2 separate regions of the Gossypium hirsutum genome follow, and region 1 is linked to region 2. Evidence: chromatin contacts called from public Hi-C data. All regions are on one chromosome and are shown on one strand. The core of a region is the stretch at or near the end of the contact, and the rest is flanking DNA. Distances in the headings are between cores, read along the strand shown.

Region 1 (2,781 bases), core at 251-2,750, 400 kb before region 2:
TCTACATAATAATTGTAAAATATAATATAAAATTTACCTCGTTATGAGCGGGAATGTATATGGGTGGTCCACTCAAGGACGTAGAAATGGAAAGCGAAACCGTGCCCATGACTGTAGTAGTGACAGGCAACCTCCGATTTTTCTTTACTCAGTCGCGTCGCCCCACAGATCTCCCGATATAATGCTGCCAAGACGGCAGACCCCCAACTCAATTTACTAGCTGCTCTAAAATCAACGAGTTTCAGTAGTCATCTTAGATGTACGCGGCTCCGTGACAAGTCCGGCATCAAATAACCTCAAATTATCTGAAGAATGTATGCCCGAGCATATCAAATTCTTTCTACTTCGGTTGAATCATCATCCGGATCCGGGGATGTGTCTCGTAACTAGCTTATCTCTATCCGACCTCCGTCCATTTTCTCTAGAATAGCACCCAAAAGCTCGTAGCACACCACTCCCCAATCGGTAGATTGGACAGACCCGGTAACTGGGTACCCGTCCACCGACAATCCCAATTGCAGACTGACATCTTCCAAAGTGATAGTGCACTCTCCACATGGAAGATGGAATGTGTGCGTCTCCGGTCTCCACCTCTCGATCAACGCACTGATAAGTTTTGGGTCTAACTTGCATCCCCGACCTGCCGTCGCCACGTGCCAAAAACCCACTTCCCGCAAGTAGTTCTCTACCAACGGTGATAGAGGAGCATGCATATTCCGGATATAGCATTCCAATATCCGATCTACAGACTTTTATAACAAATAATAAATTAATAATTATCTAAAAATGCATAAATAAAAAAATCTTAAATAATATTTAAAAATTAAATTTAACACTTACCATTTTCATTTACTCGACGGATATGTGCTGCTTATTAAGACGAGTCAATTTTCAGGCCATTGCTGAAATCGTATAAATTTTTACGATTTAAAAAAAAATTTAAAAATATTTAAAAATAGGGATTTAAGAGGAAATTGAGAGCAAATTGAGATTAAATATAGATTTGAGAGAAATTTGGAAGGAATTTGAGAGCAAATTGAGAGCAAATTGAGAAAATAATTAGTTTGTGAAAAAATAAAGGGTGGGGGTATTTATAGATTTTTTTTTGACCGTTAGGGGGGGCAACGGTAAAAAAAATATCATTGCACTGTTCACGCGTGGGGAAATCGCGTCCCCAAGGGCGCGCTACGTGACATCAAATCGCGTCCACGTCAGCGTAATTTGCTGACGTGGATACAAATCGCGCTTACGTGGACGCGATTTGTTGCCATGTCAGCACAGCGCGCTGACGTGGACGCGATTTGCTGACACGTTCCCTGACTTTGCGTTGACGTGGACGCGCTTTAGGGGGAAAAGGACCTATTCCAGTAGATAATAAAATATCAGGCCCATTTCAATAAATTTAAAAAAATAAGCTTTTAATGGTAAATTGCCAAAAAAAACACATTCAGGTAAAACGACGAAATTAATAATAAAAGGAAACAAAAATCTTTATTAGAAAAAAAATAAACAAAAATCTTGGAGAAATTACCATTTATACATACCAAATATATCTTTCATGTTCCCCACTTCGACTGTAAAAAGTGTATAAAATCTAAGTGCAGGAGCTAGGGTTTCCATCAATTGCAAAAATGGAGGGATTAGTTTCAATGAAAACAGCTCCTGGAATTTCCTTTCAATCTATTCCTTCCCCTAATCAGCGACCTAATTTCTTCCTCAGACGCTCAATGGACCTTCAGCATCGGCGATTCCATTTTCCCTCCATTCGAGCTCAACAGGTTATTAATAATAATCATTTTACTTACATACATTGAATCTAATACTCTTCTTTCTAAAATAAAATTTGTGTGTAGTCGGGGACGATATTTCCGCGAAAAGAAGACGAGGAAGATTCTTTGAAGGTAAAGGAATGGGAAGTTGGAATGTTGCAAAACGAAGTCGCAGCGAGTCAAGGGATTAGAATACGGCGGCGTCCACCGTCGGGTCCGCCTTTGCATTACGTGGGTCCCTTCGAATTCCGTTTACAGAATGAGGGAAACACTCCTCGTAACATTCTTGAAGAAATAGTTTGGCACAAAGATGTGGAAGTTTCCCAAGTAAATTTTTTTAATTTTAATTTTTACAATTTTAATTAGGTCAAGGTATTCGTCTTTGCTTTTTTTTTTTTTGTAACTGTATGGTGATATAATGATTTTTTGGGTTTGGCAGATGAAAGAGAAGAAGCCTTTGCTTTCATTGAAGAAGGTTATCGAGAATTCACCTCCAACTAGAGATTTCGTCGGGTCTCTTAAAGCGGCACATTTGCAGACTGGATTGCCTGGTTTAATTGCTGAAGTTAAGAAGGCTTCGCCTAGCAGAGGAATTCTCAGAGAGAATTTTGACCCAGTTAAGTACCTTTCTTTATTTCTAGTCCATACTTTTTGGAAGAAAATTATCCTAATTTAATAATATACTTATTTTTATAAATAAATATATCTAATGGTACATTTATCATTCATCTAACGGCGTTTATGATACTAGAAATTTTGATACGAAAATTTGACTGGATTTGTCATAAAATTGAGGTTCTTCTCTCAACGAGATTGGAGGACTCATAAAATGTCCTGCGGATGAAAACCCGCTAGTGAGGTTTGAGGGTTAGAATTTATAAACACCATCTGGTATATTTATGATGTTATTAATGAATTAATCAGATATTATTCAATAAACATTTGTCAGCTTTCTACCTCCTGCATGGTTTATAAGATAATACAAGTATAGATACTCTATAAGATTAAAGTT
Region 2 (2,700 bases), core at 34-2,533:
AAATTTTCATTTTACCATTATTGCTTGAGCGGCGAAAATGTGCTTATTGTCGAAACGAATTAGAGAGGTTGTCATTCGTGAAAACTTAATCCAAACAAATCAAATACAAGATAATTTAAAGAAAAAACTAATATTTTAACACGAGAATATCGAAAAATTTTGAACAAAAACTTAGAAAATTGAGAGAGTTAAGAGATTAGAAAGAATTCAGAATAGGATCTAAGTGAAAAAAAATTATTTTGGGGGCATTTATAGGTAAAAAATTTCACCGTTGGCCCTTTTAATTTTTTTTTACCGTTGCAAGGGCAACAGTCATATGAACGTTGATGGAAAGCGTGTTGAATTAGGTGAGCTTTCTGTACAGGTGGTAGGAAAGCGTGCTCAGCTAGATGAACTTTTCTTCCACCTATATAAAAGGCATGCCCAATCGAACATGTTTTCCCTTTCTCCCTTTTAAAATGGTCTATTTCCCTATATTAAAAATGACTTAAAAACTTAATTAAAAAAATCCGCTTTTAAGCCTAATTTAGCCAACTTCGTTAGTAAAAACCTATTCTCACGTTATGTTTATATATTCTATCAAAATCTATATAATGTGAATAGTGTAATGATTCAACGGAGTAAATCGAAAACTGATTAGAGGTTTATAAGCTTTTATATTATACACTGTTAAAAATTTGGGTATAAAGTTAAAAATTTTAAAATTAATACAACATCAAAATATTTTATATATCCTTAAAAATTGATTAAATTATACTAAAAAAACACAACAAAAGTTTTAAGGTTTTTATAACATTTTACCTATCTATCATTTTCTAGCTAGTGGTGTTGTAAAAAATATATATAATAATTTATTTAATCTTTCAATTTTACAAAAAAATAATTTTTTATTTAATATTTTATTTTTTTAACATTTAAATTTATATTATTTGTTAAATCACCTAAAAATAAATGAAAAATTAATGTCTATTAACTTATGACAGTATGCCATATTAATTATTTTTCATTTTTAAGATGAATCGAAAAATAATGTAAATTAAAAAATTTAAATAATAATTTTTTTATACTAAATAAAAAAGTTTTAAATTATATGTTACGCTTTGTCGGTGAATATCTCAAGCGTCAACTGTAACCCAAAAAATACAATTAAATTACTTCGCCTGCCCACATATCTTAGCCGTCGACATAATCTTACAATCCACGTGTAACCATCATGATCAAGTGCGCAATGCGCTCCATGCTCAGAGTATTCCCTCTCCGTTGTAGTTTAATGAATCATCCCTATCTACTCTTTCTGACTGGGGCAAATTTAAAGGAAAAAAAAAGAACAAAATAAAATAAAGTTGCAGAAACTGAGTGCAAATCTTACTAAGCCCCAGCTCGAACTCCTCTGTCCCATTAACTGTATGAGAGAGAGGAAATCTGATTTTCAATTTCATCACTGCATCTTCTCTTTGCTTTTGGCCTCACCTTCAGAAAGGTAAGTCAAGTTCTTTAGATTGCTTGCCGCTTTTTGAGTTTCAAGATCTATGAACCCCAGATCTGTAGAGCCTTGATCTTATTGCTGAATTCTTGAATTTTAGTAGTTTGGGTTCTTTTGCTTTTTCCTTAATAACTAGATTTAGTTTATTGTAAGGTCATTTTAGCTCATTCAGGATGTTGGGTCGTCCTGGGTTATCTAGAACTGGAAGCTTTAGGCCTGAGAATCTAGGACAAAATGCTTTGCATATGATTGGCAATCTTTGTTTCACTATATTTGTAATTGGTGTCCTAGTTTTCACCATTATAGCTGCTACTTATGAGCCTGAGGACCCTCTTTTCCACCCTTCCACCAAGCTCACGACTTTCCTCACGTCCACATCAAATGCCACCTTCCAATCGGATAACACGGTTGTTAAAACCGGAGAGGACTTTATGGCCGCCAACCAGACTGCATTTGCCACTTTTATCAATGTGACGGATGTAGTAGAAATCAAGGAGGAGCGTACTGACCAAACTAGTTCATCCGAATGCGAGGGTGATCCGAGAAAACCACTTAATTGTAGGGACCCAGAAGTGTTCCATTTGATGATGAAGGAGGCTATTGAGCGTTTTAAGGATATACATTTTTATCGGTTTGGAAAGCCAGCACCAGGGCCTGAGGAGAATACTTGTGATATGGCCTGGCGGTTTAGGCCTAAGGAAGGGAAGACAGCTGCTTTTTATAAGGATTATAGGCGGTTTGTGATTAATAGATCTGAGAATTGTACACTTAGTGTGTTGAGCATTGGGGATTATCATTCAGGTGTGAATGCAAGGAAGAGGAAGAATAAGAATCAAAAGCCTGGATTTGAGAAGACATCTGGTAGGCAGGAGCAAGTTGTTGCGGCTTTGCCTGTTGTTGGGGAAACAGTGAATGATTTGCTTCCAGTGGTCGAGTCTGAAAATGCATTTAGTCGTGGGAAGTATTTGATTTATGTGGGTGGTGGAGATAGGTGCAAGAGCATGAACCATTACTTGTGGAGCTTCTTGTGTGCATTGGGTGAAGCGCAATATTTGAATCGGACTTTGGTTATGGATTTGAAACTTTGTTTATCTTCAATTTATACTTCCTCAAATCAGGATGAGGAAGGGAAGGATTTCAGGTTTTACTTTGATTTTGAGCATCTGAAGGAGGCCGCATCAGTTTTGGATCACGAGCAGTTTTGGCAAGACTGGAAT

What was found. Hi-C and Micro-C count contacts between places; a contact is called where the count stands out from the background.
Region 1: a Hi-C map of leaf shows a contact between it and region 2, with 2.3 times the contacts expected there. The contact joins the promoter of LOC107954750 here to the promoter of LOC107956169 in region 2. A contact is called at or near these places in 3 of 34 Hi-C or Micro-C datasets (anther and leaf).

What each region holds. Positions count from the first base shown.
Region 1 is chrD07:35,033,894-35,036,674 of Gossypium_hirsutum_v2.1, reverse strand. LOC107954750 (indole-3-glycerol phosphate synthase, chloroplastic) reads left to right here and starts at 1,500. Exons shown (of 10, transcript XM_016890406.2): 1 at 1,500-1,778; 2 at 1,854-2,096; 3 at 2,209-2,385. The coding sequence starts at 1,632.
Region 2 is chrD07:34,632,864-34,635,563 of Gossypium_hirsutum_v2.1, reverse strand. LOC107956169 reads left to right here and starts at 1,283. Exons shown (of 1, transcript XM_016891900.2): 1 at 1,283-2,700. The coding sequence starts at 1,657. It overlaps LOC121219064 (a long non-coding RNA gene), which reads right to left and starts at 718. Exons shown (of 4, transcript XR_005915653.1): 1 at 16-718.